2 separate regions of the Mus musculus genome follow, and region 1 is linked to region 2. Evidence: chromatin contacts called from public Hi-C data. All regions are on one chromosome and are shown on one strand. Each heading gives the region's core, a stretch centred on a gene start, on an enhancer-like site or on the middle of the called end of the contact. The rest is flanking DNA. Distances are from core to core; before and after follow the strand shown. Region 1 has its middle 9.1 kb from the start of Gm35745. Region 2 holds the start of Card9 (caspase recruitment domain family, member 9).

Evidence for each region. Hi-C and Micro-C count contacts between places; a contact is called where the count stands out from the background.
Region 1: a contact with region 2 is called in a Hi-C map of the HPC-7 cell line, with 1.7 times the contacts expected there. The contact joins the enhancer-like site here to the promoter of Card9 in region 2. A contact is called at or near these places in 13 of 39 promoter capture datasets (the 3T3-L1 cell line, 3T3-L1-derived adipocytes, the C10 cell line and 10 more), 1 of 484 Hi-C or Micro-C datasets (the HPC-7 cell line), 4 of 115 datasets of contacts at active chromatin or transcription factors (embryonic stem cells and large pre-B cells) and 2 of 9 other capture datasets (adipose tissue and embryonic stem cells).

What each region holds. Positions count from the first base shown.
Region 1 is chr2:26,185,106-26,190,104 of GRCm38.p6, forward strand. No RefSeq gene overlaps it. Among named protein-coding and RNA genes, the nearest start is that of Gm35745, 9.1 kb to the left of the region's middle. Within about 2 kb of position 3,591, at least 49 of the 459 cell types and tissues checked have an H3K27ac peak or open chromatin away from gene starts, as enhancers often do. A contact at or near this core is called in the HPC-7 cell line, where this site is marked.
Region 2 is chr2:26,357,830-26,363,142 of GRCm38.p6, forward strand. It overlaps Card9 (caspase recruitment domain family, member 9), which reads right to left and starts at 3,080. Exons shown (of 13, transcript NM_001037747.3): 1 at 2,958-3,080; 2 at 1,535-1,730; 3 at 985-1,122; 4 at 1-186. The coding sequence starts at 1,718. It overlaps Gm13562 (a long non-coding RNA gene), which reads left to right and starts at 181. Exons shown (of 3, transcript XR_003953774.1): 1 at 181-254. It overlaps Snapc4 (small nuclear RNA activating complex, polypeptide 4), which reads right to left. Exons shown (of 23, transcript NM_172339.4): 23 at 4,936-5,191.

The DNA of each region.
Region 1 (4,999 bases), core at 2,341-4,840, 170 kb before region 2:
CCCAGATATTACAGTGCTGGGAATCGGACCAAGGGCTTCGTGCTGACTAGACATGTTCTACCAGCTGAGCTCCAGCCCCAGTACCAGTCTGCTGTTTTTGGATGTGCCAATGGTGGAGCCTGGGGTTCCAACTTGGATAAGAAAGAACACCCACCTGAAGAGGGGCTCAGAGCCACAAAGGCATCTGGAGCATGCTCTGTGAGACCAACACACCTGCTTGGGAGAGCAGATGCAGATATAGCAGATGCAGCAGCTCACAGCCCACGGCTTCCTTCTCCTTGGCTTGCCTGCCTGGAAGTGGGAAGAGATCTAAGTGCTAAATTCTTAGGCCAAGAAGTGGGCAGGGTCTTCCTAGGTCGGGTTTACTGGTTCTGTAGGCCCTGCCATTGTTTTAAATGATGATGGGGCATGTCCCAGCTTGTTCCACAGCAGAACTGAGTCTCTATAGCAGTTTGCTAGATTATTCCCCAGGAAGTGTCCAAACACCACCTTAGCCCCATCTAGGAAAGGGTCTGTCTCTGCAGATGAAATTTAGGTGGGCCCTTGCTATGTGACTGGTGATCAGGGTGAGTTTCATCTAGTGACAGCTGTCCTTAAAGGGTCAGGCAGAGGAAGAGTAGTCATGGGGTGACAGGGGTGGCAGTTAGGGTAATGTGGCCACAAGCCAAGGAATAGTGGAGCCATAGAGAAAGGCAGAGCCTCTGAGAGAACGTGGTCTCACCATACCCAGACATCTGACTTATGGCTTCCAGAGCTAATATTTCCTTTCCTTTGTATCAAGCCACACGGAGGGTAGCTGTGGTGTTAATCTCAGAGTACTTCTACATAGACCTGATATGTGACCCTGAAACCCATTGACTGCTTCTTGGTCCTCTCCTGAAGCCTAGCTCTGCCGTCTGACCCATGCCAACTCCATTCTGTCTCTTAACCCCCTTTCCTGTCCTGACTTACAAGGCCTGGGTAACACATAGACTTGTATCATACTTGTGTGATTCTAGCAGGGTGAGCCACTGAGGTCAGAGCAGGAATGGAGAGGGAGGGTCTCAGGAAGAGAGGTTTGTGGAGGGGCTTGGGCAGGAGTATATAAGAAAGAAAGACTGACTCCTAGGAAGCTGGGCGTGTGCAGCAGGGATGGTGTGCTGGAGATGACAGCTGCTCCCAGCTGTGAGCCCAGCTGGCTGTGTGGATATGCCCTGGTTCTACCTCAGATGGGGAGACAGCAGGTAAAACCTGTGCTTATAAAAACTGGGGAGAGGTCTTCTCAGGTCTCCTCCTCTGAGGTGTCCTGGTGGGCCAGAAACACAACTTGGAGTTTGAACACAAACCCTCTGACCCAGGCCTGGCTTCCTCCTGCTTTGCCTGCTCCCTGAGCTGAGCCTAGTCTGGGATACAAGGTGTGTCTTTGTTTTGTCCACTTGATGATCAATGACAATATCTTGTATGGCAATTAAGTGTCCATCAGCCTCTTCCTCCTTCCCACACCAAACCCTTCCCAATGCAGGGTGACCTGGCCCGCCCCTCACTCTTCCACCCAAAAGAAAATAAATAGTCAGGTCTTCTGGGGGGGGGGTGCTGCAGGAGGGGCTGCCCAATGCAATCAACCAAAGAGGCCCAGAGCTTTGCAAGTGATTTGATTAATCAACGTAATGGTTTTGCAACCTGAGTCCAGGAAGCTGGGGTTAAGGCTTTTGTGTCCGGTGCCAGTGCCTAAGCCCCTGCCCATCAAGAATGTGGGCTCTCAGACCCCAGTCAATCCCACCACCTGAAACTGGAGCACCAGGGCCCAAGCAGTGTTGACTTTGGCTCCTGGACAGGGTCCCAGGTTCTTCAGACTCCGCAAGGCTACTCTGTACTGAGTAATTTGGGCACTTTCCCTGGAGGTTAGGTGCTAACTAGGTCCATAAATCTTTTTGTTCCAAATTGCAGACCTTTTCGTTGCTGACACTGATTTGAAGTTTAAACACAACCAGGAGCTGTATTTAAAGTCTTAAATGATTTTGTGAATTCTCTATCACCCCAAACCCTCATGGTACCTCTCAGGAAAGGCTGGGAGCTCAGCTCTGATGGGTGTGGGCTCCTCTTGGTCTGAGATGAAGCTGATGGAGCAGTCTTTCAGTACCAACCTGTCCTGGGCACTAACACCCATCAGTGAGCCGGGGGCAGCTGGCAGCGAAACCTGGAAGCTGGAGTCCACCTCTCCCTTATTCTCTGTCAGCTCCATCCTCCTAGGTCCTAGCCTTAGAGCAAGTCCTTAGAGCTGACTGTACTTGAAGCTTAGTGACAGCTCCCTGGGTGGCCACCTTTTCCTTTCACAGATGGAGAACAGAGATGACTAGAGTATTGCAGGAAGCTTTGGAGAGTGGAGCTTCCTGACCCATACCGTCCGCGCTGGGCAAGCGGCAGCTTACCTCATCTCTGGGATGGAGTTTGGAATTTTTAGATCAAGAGATAAAATGTCCCCTGGTGGTGAAGGTTTAAAGGGAATCACAGACCTGCCTAGGGGTCCATTGGTGTAGAGGACCCAGTTCTGTACAGGAACTGAATACTTCTGCACCCGCCCTTACCCCCCAGCCTACTTCCTCAGAGTAAACTGTTCACATCCAGGAGAGCACTAGCAGGGTGGACAGCACAGACTGGGCCCTGTGCCTGCTTCCCAGCCACTTGCTTTGGACAAATACAGTGACCTGTGTTGAGCCTGGAGCGCCAACCTTTTCATCGAGAAAGATTTAATTTATTGGGAGCGCAAAGCCACAAATCACGGACATGGAGATTTATCGCCTCCAGGGGCAGAACGGACCATGGAGAGGATGCAGTCTCCCCAGCTCGACCCACTCCTTTAATAAAGTTGAAAATGTAAAATATGCCTGCTCCATCCCATGCAGTGCTGTGGGCAGTGAGCAGGGTTTATGGAAGGAAGTACAGGACAGAGCCCTCATCTCATTACAGGAGAGCCACAGCCAGTGGCTCGAAGGCCACTGCCCAAGCGCTTGTGATTAAAGTGCTCGGGCAGCTTAGAAAGCCCAGTACTGCATAGGGGTGGGGAGGCACTGTTCCCACACCTCAGGGTGGGGGAGCCTGGGGCTGCAGCAAAGCTAAGACAGCCGCTGATCACCTATAAACAGTGCCAGGAAAGAAGTGACATTCCCAGGCCAGGAACCTGCAGCAGGTGGCATTTGGAGGACCGGGGATAAAACTGCACTGTGGGTTTCTATGTTGTTGCAAGGTGTGGGTTATGAGGTGTATTTTGTCCCTTACAGTCCCGGGACCCATTTATTGTTCAGGACACTCTTCCCATACTCTTGTTCTGTCCTTGCCCTGCTGTCCTGGGTGCCTGCAGGTCACATAGTGGAGCCATTCCTAATCACCAGCGCAGGACTGGGCCAAGGAAGCTATTGGTGCTGATGGAGAAAGAGAAAGCCGGGAGAGGGGAGCTGAGGTCTCTGTGTGCGGCTGAGGGGTCCACTTCCCAAGGGTGCATGCAGGCTTCCCCTGCCGGGCATTCCAACTGGCGTGGGTCCTGGGGAGTGTCCAGTACCTGCAGGACCAGGGACAAGTTAGGCAGGCACTGAGTGGCCTTTTCTCTAGTTGGAGCTGAGCCAAGGGTGGGGCTACTGCCTCCAACCCAGGCTTGATCTTCCACAGTGTTTGTGGTTTTGCTATGAGGTGTGAGCATTTCTACTTCCCCTTTAGTTCTCAGTGCTTTGGACAGAAGACCGGATGTAAACAGGCTGGGCCTAGAAGTTTGGGAAAGTTTGTAAGTAATGAAGACAGAGAGAATAGACTGTCCTGGTGAGCCTCCTGGTCCAAGCCTGGCGGGTGTGTGTAGGTAAACCTGGCTGGGTGGAAATGTTGAATATGAAGGTGTGTGTGTGTGCGCGTTCGTGCGGGCGTGCATGTGTGCATGTGTGCGTGTGTGTGGTGTGTGTGTGTGTGTGTGTGTGTGTGTGTGTGTGTGTGAGGAGTAACCAGAGTGGGCCCTGGATGAAGCCTAGAGATTGCTTGCAGGGCAGACAGCTGCTATGTCTCTCCCATACTATGGAGTCAGAGTTTGAGGACCTAGTTCTCCCAGTTTTCCTGAGGAGTCCCAGACCTGGAGGGACACTTCTGCCCATTTCTACCACTGTCTGTGACTCCCCTCATCCTTTAGGTCTTGCCAGAACCCTGACAACCATTCTTTGGAGAATTGCTGTTCTAGAGCTTCATGCAGGCTCTCTAACAGGTGACTTCAAAGGAGCAGGTTAGAGTCTGAGTTAGCCCCTCAGGAAATTTCAGAGTCAGATGCTGGGCCTATAGTCCTCAATGCTCAGGCCACCAGGCACAGAAGGATGGGCAGTCAAACCTCTTCAACCACATGCAGGAAAATGGACTCTCAATGGTAAGGACTGTATTCAAAGACACAAAGAAGTTGAGGGTCCAAAGAGGGCCTTGACTAACCTCTAACAGAGAGACGACTCTTGAAGGGACACCCTGGGCTGACATTCCAGGTGCAGCCCTTTCCCACTCCCCCTCTGCAGGCTGTCAGTCAGGCCTGCTGCTTCTCCCTTGGTGGATGCTGCTCCCTTCTGTGGCACCATCCCTGACAGTACACTCTTTCAGTGGCCTTCAAAACAGTGTCTGGTTCCAGAGCCCAGAAGCCTTTCCTAGAAGTTTGTCTGATAGATAGCATTGAGGTGTCCCTCTGACCAGGCGGCACGAGGCCCCTAAGGAGCAGCATGGTGGATGGTCAGAGCTGGAGGAGTTCCGGCAGAAAAGGGGAGCATGCCTGTGTGCACATGACTGTGTATATGATGTCTCTTAGTGTGCTCCTGCGTGTGTGAGCATGCACTTGGGTGCACACCCAGCATGCGCACATGTCTATATCTAGAGCATGCATGTGCCGTGCATGCATGTATCTCTGTGCATTCGTGTAACTGGGCGTTCTATAGCCATGTGCACACACAGGATGGACAACATCTTGAGTGGGTATGTGTGTGTGAGGAGCTCTGCAAGTCGGCTCACC
Region 2 (5,313 bases), core at 1,830-4,329:
GCTCACACTCCTCCTTGAGCCGCTGCACCCGCTCCTGGTGCTTGCGCAGTAGGCTGTCCTTTACCCTCAGCTCCTTGATGAAGTCGTCCTTGGAGCTCAGAAGGGCCGTCAGGTCCTGAACCTTCTTCTGCAGCTTCATGACCTCTGTCATCAGCAGCTGCGTCAGGCCAGACTCCCCTGATGCATCTGGGGACCATGCGGTGTCAGATGGAGCCTGCGGTTGTCACCTGCAGACCCCGTGCTGGTCCTTGTCCGTAAGTGTGCATTTGAAGACTAGGGGGGACAGAGGGAGCATTCCTGGCCTCCCACAGAGAAAACTGGTAGGATGGGTCTCTCAAGACTGAGTGTGCTCAGTAGGCCCAGTTGGCCTTGCTGTCCCTCACAGGTGAACTGAGATTCTGACTCATCACCCAGGGCCACTCACATGCCCTGGGTGAAGACTCCAGTTGACCCTCTTCTCCCCCTAGCCCCTGGTTTTTGAGACAACGTCTTGCTATGTAGTCCAGTCTGGCCTCTCACTCAAGAGATCTGTTGGCCTCTGCCTCCAGACTACCAGGGCTAAAGGTGTGTGCCATCGCCCCTGCCCTGTTTATCTCACAGTGCTCTTTATGAGATGAATGAGAATTGATGGGGTTGTGGCTCTTCCATCAGGAGAGGACACCTCTGTCCCCTCTGGGAACTGTAGGATTCTGCTCTTGGCTGACAACTGGGCCCTGCAGAAATGGCACTTCAGAGGGGTCACTACTTCTCAGTGAAATTTCCAGGCTGTGAGTAGGAAAGGCAGAGAAGGGCTCCCCTTCTAGAGACCAGTAAGAGCTCAGCAATTCAGGAAGACCCTGCCCCCTAGAGCCTGTGAGTATCATCAGGGACCACTACCCTGATCTACATCGTAAGGCTTGTTATCACACTTAGTCACTCCAACGCCATCATAGAAGCCAGGACCCGAGTCCACCCACAGCAACAACCCACACCCGTGCCTCTCACCAATGATCATGGAGAAGACGCGTGCTGGCTCCTTGCCAGTGACTTTCCGGTATAACTGAGGGTAGTAGAGCTCCAGGCTCTCGAGGAAAGCCACGTAGCCCTTGTGGCCTGTCCGCTGCAGGATGTCCAGGAGCACACCTTCAGGTGGAAGACAGAGTCAAGGCCAAGGGCTGGCGGGTGGAGGCTCTTGGAGATGGGTAGGATGATTACTCTGGGTAGACATCCCAAGCTCTAGCAACCCCCTTCCTTCTGGGCCATTGAATAAGGCGCCCTGCAGGTCTCAAGTCTAGGTGGGACAGGGTGCTGCCTTCCCTCTGGTGGCTGTCTCAGGCAGGGCCTGAACAGTGGTGGGGACTCCCCTTCCTCCACTGGGCAACAGCAGGTAGACAGGACAAGAGGGGAGGAGTCTCTCACTCATATATCCTACACGGGGATGGAGCTGAGTGGGGACAAGGCCAGGGCAGTGAAGAGAGCATGGAGTGGCCTCTGGCTGGGTGTCTTATGGGGGTCATGCAGGGCTAGAGCCTGCTGGTGTGGGAGCAGTCCTCACCCACTTTCCGCTTGCGGATGACCAGGTTGGGGTCACTGAGCACCTGCTCCTCATCATCGGGGTTCAGGACTTTGCACTGGCGTAGATAGGGTGTGATCCGGGAGGGGTCAATGACAGAGATGAGCTTCACCCGGAAGCTCTCCAGGGTGCTCCAGCACTCGTCGTCATTCTCATAGTCTGACATGTCCTCTGTAGGCTGCGGTTATAATTGGGGAGAGCAGCTGAGGAAGTGCCCACCTTCTGTTCCCTGTCAGCCTAGGATAGGACCCAGGCCTGAGTGTCAGGGCAGGGCTTTGGGCAGGGTCAGAAGGGATCCGTTCTAGGGAAATTTCAGGGCTCAGCCCTATCTCCTCAGCCTCATGGACAGTTTCTGAGGGGAAGCAGAGGTCCATAGACAAGCCACCTCAGACCACCTGTCAAACTGAGCACCCCCAAGCAGCTGCCCGGCCCCTGTCATCTCAGGCTTTCTCATATGGATATGTAGGGAAGTGACCGGTTGGGGTCTAAGAGAATACTCTTTGTACAACAGCCCTGCTCTAGCTTCTGCCCCTACCCAAAAGTGCTCTGGCATGCCCTGGAGGTAGGAGCTTTTGCCTCTAGTGGCCATCCTACATAGTACCTTCTTGGGTGGCATGGACCCTTGCTGGCCAGTCTCCAGATTGGGACTAAGAGGGTCAGGTTGGCTGGAGGCTTTCTCACTGTGCAGGGGGCCAGGCCTATGTCTGACTTCCTCCTTCCCTGACAGCCCCGTGCCCTTCAGGCCTTCCGTTGTAGCCAGCTGGTGATGCAACAGCCTGTGGCACGGTGCTATTCCGGGAGGGCTGGGAGGGTTGGCCGCAGGAGCATGTCTGCCTTCCTGCTAGGCTGGAGTATACTGGAAGGGCAGGCAATGTCATCCACAGTCTACAGACATCTGCTGTGGCTTCCCTCCAGTTTGCTTTTCTGCCGCTAGATGAGCCCTGGCCTTTGGCCACATGATGGGAATCAACCAGGCCAGTTGTATGTAGGGGGTTACTCATGTGGACAAGTGTAGCCTCAGTGAATGGCTTCAATGATTTTAGGGCTGAGTTAAGGTGGCCATAGAGCGCCCCTGGCTCAGTCCCTAACCCCAGCGGAGCTGCACCTCCAGTTAGAGACACGGCCATGGCAGGCCTCTTCTTCAGAGGCATCTCTTGGCTTCCTGCTGCTTTCTGGTTGACCCAGTGGACAGACATTTCTCTAAACCTTGGGCCTATGGCCTGCCATTGCAGCCCCACAGCCACATGGTCCAGCACTGGAGGACTATGCTGCAGTGTACAAGGATTAATCAAATGAAGGCGTGAGGATGGAGGATGCCACCTGCCTGTAGGTACTTACGCGCTCCAGGATCCCCAGCAGTCACCACAGGCTTCCACCCACCTTCCTGGAAGGGTACTGAACTTACCTCAGGGTCTTGTGAGAGCTACCTGCCAGCAGATGCTGTCTGGGTTATGGACATACCAGGAGCCTGGGTCTCTGGGAGTGTGGAGGGGTTCCCTAACTGGAGAAGGGTGGAGCCATGAAGGAGGCTGTGCACTTCCTGATTGATGTGTTCTGGTTGACGCCACAAGCCAGCCAGTCCTCCCGCAGGGGACAGTCTACCTTCTGATTGGCCCATCCAGGAACAGAACAGAGGGAAGTAGAAGTACTCTGGGAGCAGAGGAGCCCTCCCTGCCTGCTCATCTGAACTGGATGGGCAGTCCAAGGTCCTCCTGGATCCAGGCTTCTGAAAGTTGCTTTTCTAACATGGCCCTGCCTCATATCCTCATCTGCCGTCTAAGGACAGTGGTGCAGGGTAGGTGCAGTGGGACAAAGCTTGGTCAAAATCTACAAGCTGTAGGCAGCTATAGTCCTCTATGGATTGCGTGCCACAGCCTCTCCTTCAGGGTGGCCCTTCAAGAGTCAGCCTGAGGTGGGCGTGGGGACCTGCTAGCCCTGCCCAGCCAGTGTAGCTGTTAGACAGGCGCTGCTGTCTAGCCTACAAGATGAGTTGAGGCAAAAGCTTCCAGTGCTGTATGGGAAGGAAGGGTGGGACACTTATGCAGAGCCCCAGCTGGCCCCTTCTGTAGCTTACTGGCCCTCTGCTTGCTCCTATGGGGACAGTGGCCTTGAAAATACTTCCAAAAGCAGCAGTCAGGAGTCCTCTTTGGCCTTGGGGGGCCACACTGCTAGGGATTGTGGCTTGCTGGGTTTCCAGGACGGCAAGGGAGTCCATCCATGGCTTTGCAGTCACTCCAGGAAGGAGGTCACAAGGCCTCCACAGTGGTGGCTTCTTAAAAGTGTTAATAACATGAAACTTTTGCTCATAAAACTGAAGTGGAAGTCAATAGCACAGATAGCTGAAGAAACCCCAAGTTCTCCAGAATGGAGAAACCCAGTGCAGAGGTTAGAAGGAGCCATGACAAACACGCGTCCCTGGATGTGTGACGGCCATCAGCTGGAGTGACAGCTGGTACAATCACTAGGACTAGGCTGGTCATACCATTTTACTATGAGCTGCAAGCTTCCCACAGAGGATGAACACATGTAAAAACTAAATCCTGGCCAGCCTGGTCTACAGAGGGAGTTCCAGGACAGCCAGGGCTACACAGAGAAACCTTGTCTCGAAAAACAAAAACAAAACAAACAAACAAAAAATAACTAAATCCTGGAGAGCCAAGGGCCCAGGATGTATAGTCTGGTGTCATGGAAATAGTGACTAAGAAAAAGGAGAGATGAACCGGCAGTTAAGAGCACTGACTGCTCTTCCAGAGGTCCTGAGTTCAATTCCCAGCAACCATCTGGAAGGGATCCGATTCCCTCTTCTGGTTTGTCTGAAGGGAGTGACAGTGTACTCACATACGTAAAACGCTTTTTTTTTTTTTTAAAAAGGGAGAGACAAGACCCAATGGGGTCTCAGCACCATGCCAAACACAAGCCTCCTATCCAGTGAGAGCTGCTGCTGTGGTAGATGCTGGTTCTGGGGACCTCCCTGAGAGATACAGGCCAGATGGGGACCTCGCCTAGGGGTACAGGCTAGATGACATATCTCCCCCCCCTTTTTTTCTTTTTTAAAGATTTATTTAGGTATGGGTGCTCTGTCTGCATGTACACTGTGTGCCAGAAGAAGGCATCAGATTCCATTATGATCTACCATGTTGGTGATTGAACTCAGGACCTCTGGAAGAGCAGTCAATGATCTTAACCATTGAGCCATCCCAACACATTTTCTTGAAATGGGAAGAAACGCTGATTCTCTATTCTCTCTGCTCTCTGGTAAAGTGCTGGGTCCAGGGGCTGCCTGGGCAGCAAAGGGTGTAAGAGGTTCCCAGAACTGGCAGACAATCACATCCCCAGTTGATGGTGGGCACCCAGCTCTAGACAAAATCACCAAAGGCTATACATTGCTTTTTAAGTGAAAATTAGGCATTTCCTTTATTCCCTCACATACACGGCCCCAAGTCTGTTAACAGGTAGCCTGTGATCACGTGGCCACTGCTATCACCACAGCCTGTAGATCGCTACCGACAGCTTGGTCCTCAGCCTGCAGCTTTCTGGCTTCCCGTCTTCTTGCTGAGGGTTGTGTACTGCTTCTGGGCAGGCTTGGGCCCTGCCTCTTGCCTAGTGAGAGCTGGATTCTGGACCCCTTGACGCCTTGTCCTGAAACACAGGATACTCTTGACAGTGCCTGCCCCTCACCAGGCCCCAGACGTCAGGACAGACCACACAGATGGGGCTGCTGAGCAGCAAGGACTGAGCTGGCACTGCACTGGGGACAGACA